Regions from separate parts of the Gossypium hirsutum genome. Here region 1 is linked to region 2. The links are chromatin contacts, called in public Hi-C maps. All regions are on one chromosome and are shown on one strand. Each heading gives the region's core, a stretch centred on a gene start, on an enhancer-like site or on the middle of the called end of the contact. The rest is flanking DNA. Distances are from core to core; before and after follow the strand shown. Region 1 overlaps LOC107901501 (CXXC motif containing zinc binding protein). Region 2 holds the start of LOC107901495 (PITH domain-containing protein 1).

What was found. A called contact is a pair of places that touch in the nucleus more often than the background predicts.
Region 1: a Hi-C map of leaf shows a contact between it and region 2, with 2.1 times the contacts expected there. The contact joins the enhancer-like site here to the promoter of LOC107901495 in region 2. A contact is called at or near these places in 8 of 34 Hi-C or Micro-C datasets (anther, callus, fibers and 1 more).

The regions. Positions count from the first base shown.
Region 1 is chrD06:19,861,462-19,867,216 of Gossypium_hirsutum_v2.1, forward strand. It overlaps LOC107901501 (CXXC motif containing zinc binding protein), which reads right to left. Exons shown (of 4, transcript XM_016827538.2): 2 at 5,396-5,503; 3 at 4,648-4,815; 4 at 3,608-4,117. The coding sequence ends at 3,995. Among protein-coding and RNA genes, the nearest start is that of LOC107901501, 3.6 kb to the right of the region's middle. Within about 2 kb of position 1,795, at least 7 of the 9 cell types and tissues checked have an H3K27ac peak or open chromatin away from gene starts, as enhancers often do. A contact at or near this core is called in fibers and leaf, where this site is marked.
Region 2 is chrD06:19,716,801-19,723,446 of Gossypium_hirsutum_v2.1, forward strand. It overlaps LOC107901495 (PITH domain-containing protein 1), which reads right to left and starts at 4,071. Exons shown (of 9, transcript XM_016827528.2): 1 at 3,862-4,071; 2 at 3,591-3,671; 3 at 3,352-3,401; 4 at 2,325-2,402; 5 at 1,999-2,056; 6 at 1,869-1,918; 7 at 1,577-1,685; 8 at 1,427-1,488; 9 at 907-1,205. The coding sequence starts at 3,945. The coding sequence ends at 1,163.

The DNA of each region.
Region 1 (5,755 bases), core at 545-3,044, 140 kb after region 2:
GGCTATCACATGACGGTGTGTGTACACAGCCTGGCGACACGGTCGTGTGTCATTTGAGAGTTTCTTAGTGTTTCAAGTCAGTGAGTTACACGGCCTAACACACGACCTGACACACAGGCGCGTGTGGCAACTTAGAAAGTTAAACGACCTGGCACACGAACATATAGGGCATCCCAATGAATTACAAAGGTGGGGACACGGGCTGAGACATGATTGTTTGTCCCTTATTCGAAAGTTACACGGCCTGGGGTGATGTCATACGGCCTGGCCACACAGCCGTGTGACCCTTATTTTCCAAAATTGGTAAGTTTTTCTTAAAACTTCTGTTTTATTTCAAAATAGTCCCGAATTGCTTCTAAGCTATTTTTAGGGCCTTGAAGGCTCGATTTAGGGGCAAAATGTATGTGATTGAATGTATTATAATATGTTTAATTTATTTAAATGTTATGATATTAAATTTTTTTCGATTGTATAGTAATGCTCCGTAATCCTAATCCGAAAACAGAAGCAAGTTAAGAGTGTTACATAATGTTCTATACAAATTAATTTCGAAGACATTAGCTAATAGATTTAAAAAGACCCTAAGCTTTTGTATTGAAGAAACATAAGGAGCGTTTGTGCCTGGTAGACAAATTATCGATAATATTCTTGTGGCCTATGAGCTATTGCATTCTTTTAAGAAGAAAAGGTTGGGTAGAGGGTCATTCGTGTTAAAATTAGATATGAGTAAAGCATATGATAAGGTTGAATGACCTTTTATTGGAAAAATGATGAACACTTGGTTACGATCACAAATGGGTTTCATTGATCTTGAGATGTATTAACAGTGTCTCATATGGTTCTTAATGGAGGGAAAGGTAGGGAGTTCAAACCAACTAGAGGCTTAAGGCAAAAGGATCCCCTAAGCCCATATCTATTTCTCATCTGTGCGGAAGGATTTTCAAGGCTACTTAATCTTGCGAAAAGGGAAGGGGAAATTAGAAAATGTGAAAGTGGGACGAAGTGGTTTGCCAATTACTCATCTTTTCTTTACTGGTGACAATATTTTATTTAGAAATGCAACAAAAGAGGAGGTATTAACTATCAAGATTGTGGTAAATGAATATGAGGCAATCTCAGGGCAAATGATGAATTTTGATTAATCTTTAATCTATTTTAGTAATAACATAAGTGATGAGCTCAAGATTTAAATAAGAAGAGATTTGGGTGTTCGAATCACTAATAATCTTGAAAAGTACCTAGGGTTACCAACAATGGTGGGAAGGAAAAGAAAGACGCTTTTGTTGAAATTAAAGAAAGATTTTTGACAAAAGTAAAAAGTTGGAGCATTCGCAACCTTTCCATAAGAGGAAAGGAGGTTTTTATTAAATCAATACTACAAGCTATTCTCATGTTTGCTATGCAGTGTTTCCAATTACCAGTTTCATTATGTCAAGAGTTGGAGAGTTGGAGAGTATTGTGTAAGTTCTGGTGGCGAAATTTAAAAACAAATAAAGGGATTCATTAGTGTAGTTGAAAGTTTTTATGTTCACCAAAGGCGCATGGGGGGATTGGTTTTAGAGAGTTATCAAATTTTAATAAAGTCTTGCTAGCAAAGCAAGGATGGAAACTTATTACCGATCCTAATTGTTTACTAGCTCAAGTCATGAAAGCTACTTACTACCCACGCGGTGATTTTTTTTAAAGCTGAGTTAGGAAATCACCCTTCATTTACCTGGAGAAGGGTATGGGGCATAAGGAATATTTTAGAATCAGGTGTTGGATGGAGGATAGGCGACGGGAATTCTATTAATATCTGGAATGACACAGGGCTTCAATACCCTGGAAACGAAAATTAACAATTTCAGAATATCGATTGGAGGTATACTACGGTTGAAGAACTTAATAATCCCGATTTAATTACCTGGAAGTAAGATGTGTTAAGGAGCCTCTTTGATGAAGACCAAGCAGAAAGGATTAGAACCATTCCCCTGGGGAATACGTTGCAGCCAGATACTATGATCTGGCAGGGTGACAAATCAGGCGAATACATGGCAAAAAGTGGATACATATGGAGTATTACAGAAGAAGCACACTTGCTAGGAAATGAAAATACAATTTTGACAGAACAGATGAAAAATTATTATACAGCAATTTGGGGCCTAAAAGTTCCCAGCAAGATTAAGATTAACCTATAGAGGATTACAAACAATTTTCTGCCTACTCTAAGTAATCTAAAATTCTGAAGGCTGAGATTTGAAGCGTTATGTCCACTTTGCGGTGAAGATGACGAATCAACTGCACATGTCTTCCGAGACTGTAATGTTGCGAAGCAAGTCCTCCAGAGGTTGGAAGTTCGGATCGCACCCACACATGAAAACACAGAATGGAAACTTTGGTTAATCGAGACTTTCAATTTTAATAATACGGAGCAACGCACATGCTTAGCAGTCAATAGGGAACCTGGGGAACGAAAACGAGTATGTGATACAAAGGAGCACTGGTTCTCGTTTCTGCGAAGAGAATTACCGGAAGGCAAAACAGAGATGAAGGAAAGGGGAAAGTTGTAGGCATTTCAGATTTTTTCTTTGTTTTAGATTTTTTAGGAAATTGATCTGTTTTTCAGTTTTAGGATGCTTAACGCGTCGTTTAAGTTTTTTAGGGTTTGTTTCTTTGAGGCACCTTGCTTAGTTAGGAAGCTGTTTTTTCAACCATTGTTATCTTTCCCCAATTTAATGCATTTATGCCGGTTCTACTTTTAAAAAATAATTTATCAATTCAAATATTACAATAAAAAATTTTCAAATTAATTAAAATACTTTTTAACTTATTCAACATATTAATAATTAATTAATATAATTAATTCTAAAATTAACTAAATAATAATTAATATGTTTAAAATTCAATTTAAATAATAATTCTATTTTACATCAATACAATCAACACAAATTTTTTTATAATTGCAATTTAAATTGTAACTTCTATATTTTATGTTTACAATTTTATTCAAGTAATAACTTAATTTTAAAATTAACAGTAAATTAAATTATTATCATTTTTAAATATAAATTTAGTAATATGATGGAAAAAAAATCTCATCAATTCAAAAAAAAGTTCAAAAAAAATTTTAACTCAGTACTTTTATATAGAAAAAGAGAACACCTCAAAAGTTCAAAGATGGTTTGGACTGGTATATCTTAAGATAACAAGAACTCACAGTTGATAGTGGCACATCACTAGTTTCCCAAAACCAGCTTTAATATCAAATGTCACGATAAACACCAACTCACAAATTATTCTCTATTTCGATCCATTAGACGTATTTATCCACAGGAGAGTCGCAAGTTAAAGATGGTACGAGCACCAATATCCTAATCCCAACTCTTGATACATAGTTGATACGAGATTCATGACAGTCTCTAGACCATGACAAATATGCATGCAGAAGTTAAGAGGTTAAAACAACACATTTGTGTTAATATCCTTTCCTTCCAGCAAAATGCAATCTCTCACTATACCTGATATTTATGAGATGCATTAGCAAATATACTGAACAGCCTTGCATACCTGATATAGCTAGTTTCCAAATAGGATTGCCGAAACGGAAAAAAACCAAGCAGACCAGATCTGATATGTATTTCAGTTCTTTATCTGAATAGCAAGAATCATAAAGCTTTTCCGAGTCTTAAAACAATTGGTTCTAGAACATGAGAAACAAAAATATTTAATACAGAGAAAACGACCTATTTCTTTTCATCCAAGCCGAAGAGTGATTGCACCTAGTGTAATCATTATGAAAACTGAGAAAACCATAAAAGTACAAACATAACGTGATTCACTAATCAGTAAAACCATTGCCAGTGTATCCATGGACATGCACCAAACTGTAATGTTTCACATCAGACCACCTTAGGATATAATAGCTTAATGCCAACATGTATTCCGGTCAATGGTTTCTACCTCATTCTTGGTGACCTGTTAGTTTTTATTTACTAAAACAGTGTGCAGTATTACTCTACTTCACCGGTTCAAAAGTAGAACGGAGGTTGGATATCATCACAGGGCACTCTCCCTTCTCATCATATTCAGAGAAGTCATCTCCAGATAAGTCAATACCTTCAAATTTAGTTCCTTCCAGCTACAAAAAGAAATTACAGTAAGTTAACATGAGAACACATCTTGACATTGGCTAAATATATAAAAAAGGGAATGGCAACACGTAACTGTGACTACTGCTTGTCAGTATGATAATGCAATTACGAGAGTATCACCTACAAATTTGCACAAAAGTGCAATATAAACTGTAAATTTCTAGCAAGCCTTGCCCATTTCATTCCATTGGAGACATGGTTTAAATCGACCTTAGCTTGGGAGCAAGATAAGTTATTATACATTTTTGGAAGTGGGTGGAGAAAATCCAATATGTGCTTCTTGGTTAGGAAATTCATCAAAGATTCAGGACATGCGACTTCTATATAGTGATTAATCCCGATGTTTTACATCTATGAATCTGGTTATTATGGTCTTTAAAGGCAAAGAAGATGTACTTAGTATGCTTGGAACTGGAAAATTGATAACTAACATGACATTACATCCCAAAGCCCTTGCTATGATTAGCTGTGTCCGAAAAAAACCATCTAGGGTGGAAGAAGAAGAACAAAAACTTACAGATTCAACCTTCCAGCCAACGCCAAATACAAACCCTACAGGCTCGTAACCCCTGCAGTCAAAAAGCATCAAAGGTGCAAACTTTCCGCCTTCACAATCTTCCTGAGTCAGTGGTCGACCTTTGCCCGGGATCATTGTTACAGTTCCTTCCCTCATACAAAATTTGCACTAGAGAAAGAAAGAAAAGGCAACACATACCATTAATCATTAGAAGTTAAGAGCTAGGTGGATGAAAAAAGGAGAAGCCCAGTATAGCAAATTGAACTTCTGGAACTGAAGTAACTACAAGTAATGCCATAAAAAATGCAAAAGTCTCATTCTATACAAGTTAAACACATAAATTATCTACATTAGATATCTGAATGGCATAAAATGCAAGACAGGTCTATCTAATAAAGCTTTCCTAATTACAGAACACAGGATAGGGAATCTCAAAACCAAGAATATGATTGGGGTAACTGTTGGCTATGAAGTGTTACCCTCTAATATTTATCAGCGGGTTTCCTTTCTGCTAAACCAAAACCAGTATTACCATGTGCAGCCCAAGTGAGAGGTTAGATTCAACTTGAATGAGCATTTTAAAAGAAATTCACTAAGTAGAACTCAGAGTATTACTTATAAGAACTAGAATTTGTCTCTGTTGTCACCCCTACGCTCTCAGCAAACAAACAAACATAAATTCAACAGGTCCTAATGAATTTCAACTGAAGCTAATGCATTTACAGGCAACACAAGCATATAATATTACCTTCTGAACAAGATTGGTGGTTCCCTTGCCTTGTAGAAGAGGAACAGTATCGCCCAAACTCACACATGTTTCCTTCTGACTCAACTCTCCACACCTCCCACATTTCAGCTGCAAATCCAAGATTTCAAATATTAGTGAAATAAGACCTTGACAAGCAAGGATATAAAGAAACAAGAGAAGATGAGAGATGCTGCTAACTTTTAAGTACATAGATGAAAAAAGAACAAGAAAAAGTTAATACTAAAATCCAAAAAAACGAAATCGGATCCGAATACTTAAGAAGAAGACATTCCAACAAAATCATGAAAGGAATCAAAGAAATTTCAATTGCATAGCCATCTAAAAACGATATTTTTTGAA
Region 2 (6,646 bases), core at 2,821-5,320:
AAGGGTTGTGGGAGAAAGCGGTACCCAACGCTCGACAAATTTGGTAAGGACTAAAGAACAAGGCCAAATGTATAATAAATTATTTATTATTTATAAAATAAAATTAAAAAAGAAAAAGTTTAAATTCGGTTTAAGTCTTGTTTATGATTTTTTAAATATTTTATTTATAAAATAATATTTTAATAAATAAATTTCATGTTAGAAAAAAAAATTGGGTATTCATTTATTTATAATTTTGTTTGTAGTTTTATAAAATCTTATGTATTTTTTATTGAAGAAAAAATGAAAATTTCATGATATATATTTTTTATTTTTTAAGTTTCTTAAATTTTCAAAATATAAAAAATCAAGAATAAATTAATAGAATTTGTAAAATTGGTGGTTAAATTCATTGAATTTTTTAGAATTAGGACTAAACTAATAGCTAAATTTGATATTATGCCAATAAAAAAGACTTATTTTAGTGTAATTTAACAGATGAGTGACTCAAATATTAAATTTCAATAACATTATTGACTAAAATAAAAAAATTAAAAATTAAAAAATTAAATAAAAATACGCTAATAATTAAGTCACTATTTGTTAACTTTAAGTAATCTTCATATTTTTACGAATTGTTCACATTAAATAATCTTTATATTTTGACCAATTTTGCGTGAATCCAACTGAACTGGTGGGTGGATCATTTGAAGTAAGAACCAACCAAAGCATTGATCAAAGATGGACATCAAATCAATTGATCTAAAAATAAGTTGAACTCACTATAAAACCGGTAGAACGGAAATTTTTAACTTTTATAAATTTTCTAATGATTTATTCAATTTATTGGACAAACTGGTCCGACCACCAATTTGGTTTTGAAATCATAAATTTTGATTGAAATAAAACAATTTCCAAACGGTGAAGTTAATCAGAAGGCTCCCAAAGCTGAAGCATAATGTAATAACAAATGGAAATCATCCTCCCCACATTATATGAACTATGAAAGCACACAATCTTTGGAACATGATGGAAGCCAAATAGCATAATAACCCAATAGGCGAGGGCCGGGGGGGGGGGGTTCTCAATTAACTATCATAACATTAGTATAATTTTCGCCATAGCATGTTCAAAAGGAGTGGTCAGATTCTTGACAATAACAACCAGAGCCACGACATATTCTTTATTCCACATGAGAAAGTCCTCCACCAGTTTCAGCCCGGGTCCTGTACAAATATAATTGTTTTTCATTAATAAAACTGAAAATAATAATTCTTACTACACGGAATGGAAAGGTGTATATATATATACATGAACCTATGTCAGCTATCCATGGAGTAAGGTTTATAACATCTAGACATATCTACCAGTTAGCAGAATAATTCAAATACTTATGTCGACATCAACCCTAATACATGAAGTGATTTAGCAAGAGCAAAAAACTTACTTGTGATCAGAAGGATTGGGCGTAATTTCATAAACAATCGTTGCAACAACATCTCTTTTTAACTGTCAATCAAATTCGGGAAATATATCATTACGGGGAAAGGCGGGAGGAATCATCTTCGTTGGTAAATCAGAGCAGGAATTGAAATACCTGTGTGGCTTCGCCTTTAAAACCAATGTAGTGAATTTGGGTTGTATCACCACCAAAACTCTCGGGAAAATGCAATGTAATATTTGCCACACTTTGAAACTTTGAGTACCTAAATAAGCAAGTTAATATGGCATCAGAAACTAGAAAACAGAGAGAATGAAAGAGCTCTCCGTTATTTCAATTAAGTCTTTTATGAGCATTCACTAAACATTGCAAGTGCCAAGTAGAACCAGCTCTCATGTACAAGTAAGCATGAACTAATTGTTCGGTGCGGACAAGTAGGACTACCTACCTTGTCTGGTATTCTAACACTCCTTGCAGATTTTCAACCAATTCCCACTCCTTCAAGGAAAATGTAACGATTTAGGTAAACTTTCTTGAATTTAACAGTATATTCCTTGACATGAGGAGATAAGCAGTACCTGAACAGGTTGCATGCTTTGAGCATCAGAGAAATCAATACCTTCTCGATTTATAAATCTAATCAAGACAAATTGAAAAAAGAAAAGATTAATCTTTCATAAATACAACTGGAAGAAATCCATAGAGATTAGGGAGATGGGGCAGCAACATCCCCTTTCAAACCACCACAAGATTATGTTGTTTAGAAGTATCAGGTGTTGAACTTAGAGATATCTTCAATGGGAAAGCAGTTACAAAAGCATTCAAACAAATTTGAAATACCAACATTCATTGCTAAGAGCTAGCAGAAGTTAACCGGAACACTTGATAAGTCATATGAACTTACACTCTCAGCTTGGAAGGACTTGTTCCATCAGCACCACCAACAACTGATATACTCTTGATCTTAACATCTGATGTAAACCTATCATAAGAAATCAAGTTATATGAGAAATCAGACGAGTAAAAGAACAATTATAAAATTCATTCAACAATTTGGAGATGCATCAATGTAACTATTACTTGAATCTCAATATACATTTCAAATATGCACTGAGTTACCAAGCAAGGAACGAAGGTTAGACATGAGGATAAAACTCAAACACTAATTAGCAATGAAAATTAAATATTTTTCATCTCTAATGTTCAAACAACATGCCTCCTTCACTTAGCCTCAAACACCAAAGGTTTAATATGGGCACTTATAGCATTAAAATTGAAGATGTAGATGCTAGTTAGTAAATCCATGGAAGTTGTGCCTAGAACTAAGGAATGCTAAAACCACCAGAGCCCCGCCAAAGACTCAAGCCAAAGAGTGCCAAGACAGGTTACCATAGGCAAACAGATGAAGGACTCTTGACAAGCATGGCAAAGGCCGAATGTCCTATTAGCTACAAGCTTAACTATAAGGTTATGCTGTTTAAACCTCTTGAAGACTGCAAGGCATGGGATGCAAACTTTGCAAAGGCACCTGGACCCTCGTCAACAACATCAGGACCCATGTGAGGTCCCTTTAAAGGATAAGACACTTCCCAATCACATCCCAGAGACATGTTGAGGGTCCTCCATGACTCAGCAGCAGCTTTCCTACACAAAACACCTATAAGACGAGGATCCCAACACAATAGGTATAATAACCTATCTCTACCACCTTCATGCTTAAGACACCTAAGATACTTTTACTCTGCCAAACCATTCTCAAACCACCTAAACATTTATCCAACCACTACCCGAGGCTCTTAATACCATCATGTGAACCTTCACTTCTCTTCTAGACGCGTACTTTACATTAACAGAAGTAATACATGACCTTCAAAGTGAACTGTCAAGTCATACTAAAAGGCACTAAAACAAATAAAGAAAAAGTCACTTACGGAATGTAAACAAGTAACTCAGGATCACCCTCATTACTTTCCAAGCGTTCCTGCCACGGTTCAAAACCCTTATCAAGCTACCCATACCATTGAAATGACATTGAGATGCATAATACAAAATGATTTTAAATAAGGATTATGAAACTACAGAAATAATTGAACACACTCATCATTTGTTTAAATAAATTCATATTTATTTTTATATAAGCAAACTTAATTAAAAAATAAAAAAAATTTACCCCAGAAGAATTTAATCGCTCCTCCCAAGCCTTAAACACCGATTTAACACTTCCTGGATTAGCCTCATTTAAAGCGGTAACCTAACAATAACCAAAATTTCCAAGAAAACACAAAAGCAAATATGTCAATTCATTAAAAGAGAAGATTGAGAACATAAAACGAATTAATAATTCAAATATCAATTAAGGACAATAAAAATCAGTAACGAATCAGTAGAATATTCAAAAATATTCCAGCAAAAATTAAAATAAAAATAAAGAGAGAAAGAACCTTGGCGAGGTCGATGTGCTTGTAAAGAGACCAATTAGAAGAACAATCGTGATCTTCGCAGCTGTGGTCGTGCGTACACGCCATTTTTGCCTGATCTCTCTCACTTTCTTCGCAGCCAAACAAGCAATAAAACACAAAAGACAGAGAACAATCGAGAAAAAGAGATGCTAAAAAAACGTGGCGAATACGCACCGTTTCCTGCCACCTCAATGGGCTGAGTTGGGTTGGGTCAAGGATTACTTATTTATATTATTTTTTAGATATTTTTTTCAAATAATCAGAGGAAGGAAATTTCATAAATGAATTAACTTCCAATTAATCTCAAATGAGCGGCTGATTTATATGTATGTCGTTTTTATTTTTAAATTAGGGTTTTAGGTAGGTTTTTTTAAAATTAAGAAAATAAGTCGTTTTTAGAGAGAAAAATGGAAAGCGTTCCGTTGGATGTGTTTTTCATTTCTCTCTATCAAGGTTAGGGTTTTTAATATTTTTAGGTTTAGTATTTTTTAAGGTTTAGGATTTTTTGGGTATTGGGTTTTCAATTGAAATTGCAAAATTTCATAGGTAGTTTTGAGGAATCGGGGATATGATAATGCGCCTCATAACACACACATTTCATATGTCATCGCGGGATAGGACCATTACCTAAGAAACCCGTCTTGGGAAAATCAAGGTTTTTGGGTAACAGTGGTTGATACAATGAAGGGTTGAAGTCTAGGTGGAGGTCCTAGTTAGCGGTCGTAATGCGATCATGGGTTTGAGTATAATCGGGGGCTAGTTGACGGTTGTTATACGGACACGAGTTCAAGCTTTTTCGATACCTGCAAATGATGCTTTAGATATACCATACATAAGATTGAGGCCGTAATCATAGGAAAAACGAAGGGCTTTCCGGTGTAATCAATGTAATTTTTTTCTCTATTTCCAGGCAGCCAATATCTTTAACCATTCATTCTTATTTGAAGGCTAACACAGAGGTGGATATAAGAGGACTCTTAGAAGGAGAGTGAATGTTTCAGTGAAAGTAAAGGTCAAACTCGGGTTGACGTTGTAGCGTTGTAGTTATTAATGAGTTCTTTAATAATGATAGTCGTCATTGGCTCGAAAGGAGCATCATCTTTACTCCACCGAAATAACCGCTCCTCGCTTGAGAGTCCTCCTGCGTTCACGACAGTTTCGGCCTTCAGATAAGAAGAAAGGTTAAAGGTACCGGTTACTTAGAAATGGAGAAAAAAATTATGCCGATTATAGTTGGAAGCTCCATAGTTTTTCCCTATGATTATGCCCTCAAACTTTTGTATGGAGTTTATAATGCAACATTTTTTAGTATTCTAAAAGTTTGTGCTCATGACCGTGTAACGACCGTCAACTAGCTCCCCCGTTATACCCCAATCTATGATCGCATAACGGCCGTCAGTTGAGACCTCCACCTAGACTTCCACCCGTGACTTGTCTTATGAAGAAGAGTCGGTCGAGATTTTGACTCGCGAAGTGAAAGAATTACGTAACAAACGAGTTTCGTTAGTAAAAGTGCTATGACGTAGTCATAGTGTTGAAGAATCGACTTGGGAACCGGAAGGAACGATGAGATTTCAATATCCCCACATCTTTTTAAGTGAATTTCGGGGACAAAATTTAATTAGGGGGAGAATTGTAACAACTCGATAGTTAGGGGTGTCAGAATGTGCATTCCCGAGACTCCATTCTCGTAAATCAGACTCGCAAATAATTGTGTAGTTAATTAGATTTCGGTTAAGTGAATTTACATGAATTAATAATTATTATTGTATAAGGACTAAATCGCGTATATGGTAAAGGTTGAAATATAGATCAAAAATTTATTGAGGGAATAAAGTAACAAATATACATTTGCCTTGTTTAGTGGACGGTATTATGAAGTATGTATATATTATTATATGTAACCTTATTATATATATTATAATAGTTAATAAATTAAAAGTTAAATATATATATGTATTATATAATATTAAAGAATAATAAATGAAAAGAAAGTGAAATTTGATGATAGAAAGCATGCAATTAAATAGAAAATAAAAGAAAGAAAAAGAAAGAAGAGAAGAAGGGTTAACGCACGGCTATAGGGACCTTAAGGTTCAAACTTCAATCGGTTAGTCAATTTAGTCTCTTTTCTTGTAATTTTTATATTTTTGGATTCCCGGTGTTAAGTACTACCGACCCATGTCAAAATTTTAACATTGATTAATATTTTAAATATTGTTATTTTTTTAATAGTTTTAGTATTAGTGATTTAATCGATAGATTTTTAAGTTAGAAATGGAAAAGGATTAAATTGTAGAACAAACTATAAATTTTGAGTAATAGGGACTAAATTGTGAAAATTTTAAAATTTAGGGGTTTAATTGAAAATAAGGAGAAAAATTTAGCTTAAAGTGAAATTAGTATAAAAATATAAGATTAAATGTGAATAATACAAATTAGTCTCGGTTTAGGGACTAAATTTGAATTTAAGCAAATATTAAGTAAAAATTGAAATATTCAATGTGAAATTGAATTGTGTTGTATTGATGCATTTTAATTGTTTTAATTCCATAGCTAAAGTCGTACTAGAATCCTCGAATAAAAAAGGGAAGGATAAAATTAACGTTGAATAGCTCGGAATCCACGATTTGTATTTCTATAGATTCGGACCTAGTTGTTAATTGTTGTATTTCTATTTAATGCATATGGTAAGTGGTTGAGGTGAGTATTTTGGCACTTTAATAGTGAATTGAAATTGTAGTTGATTGAAATGGATTACCTTTTG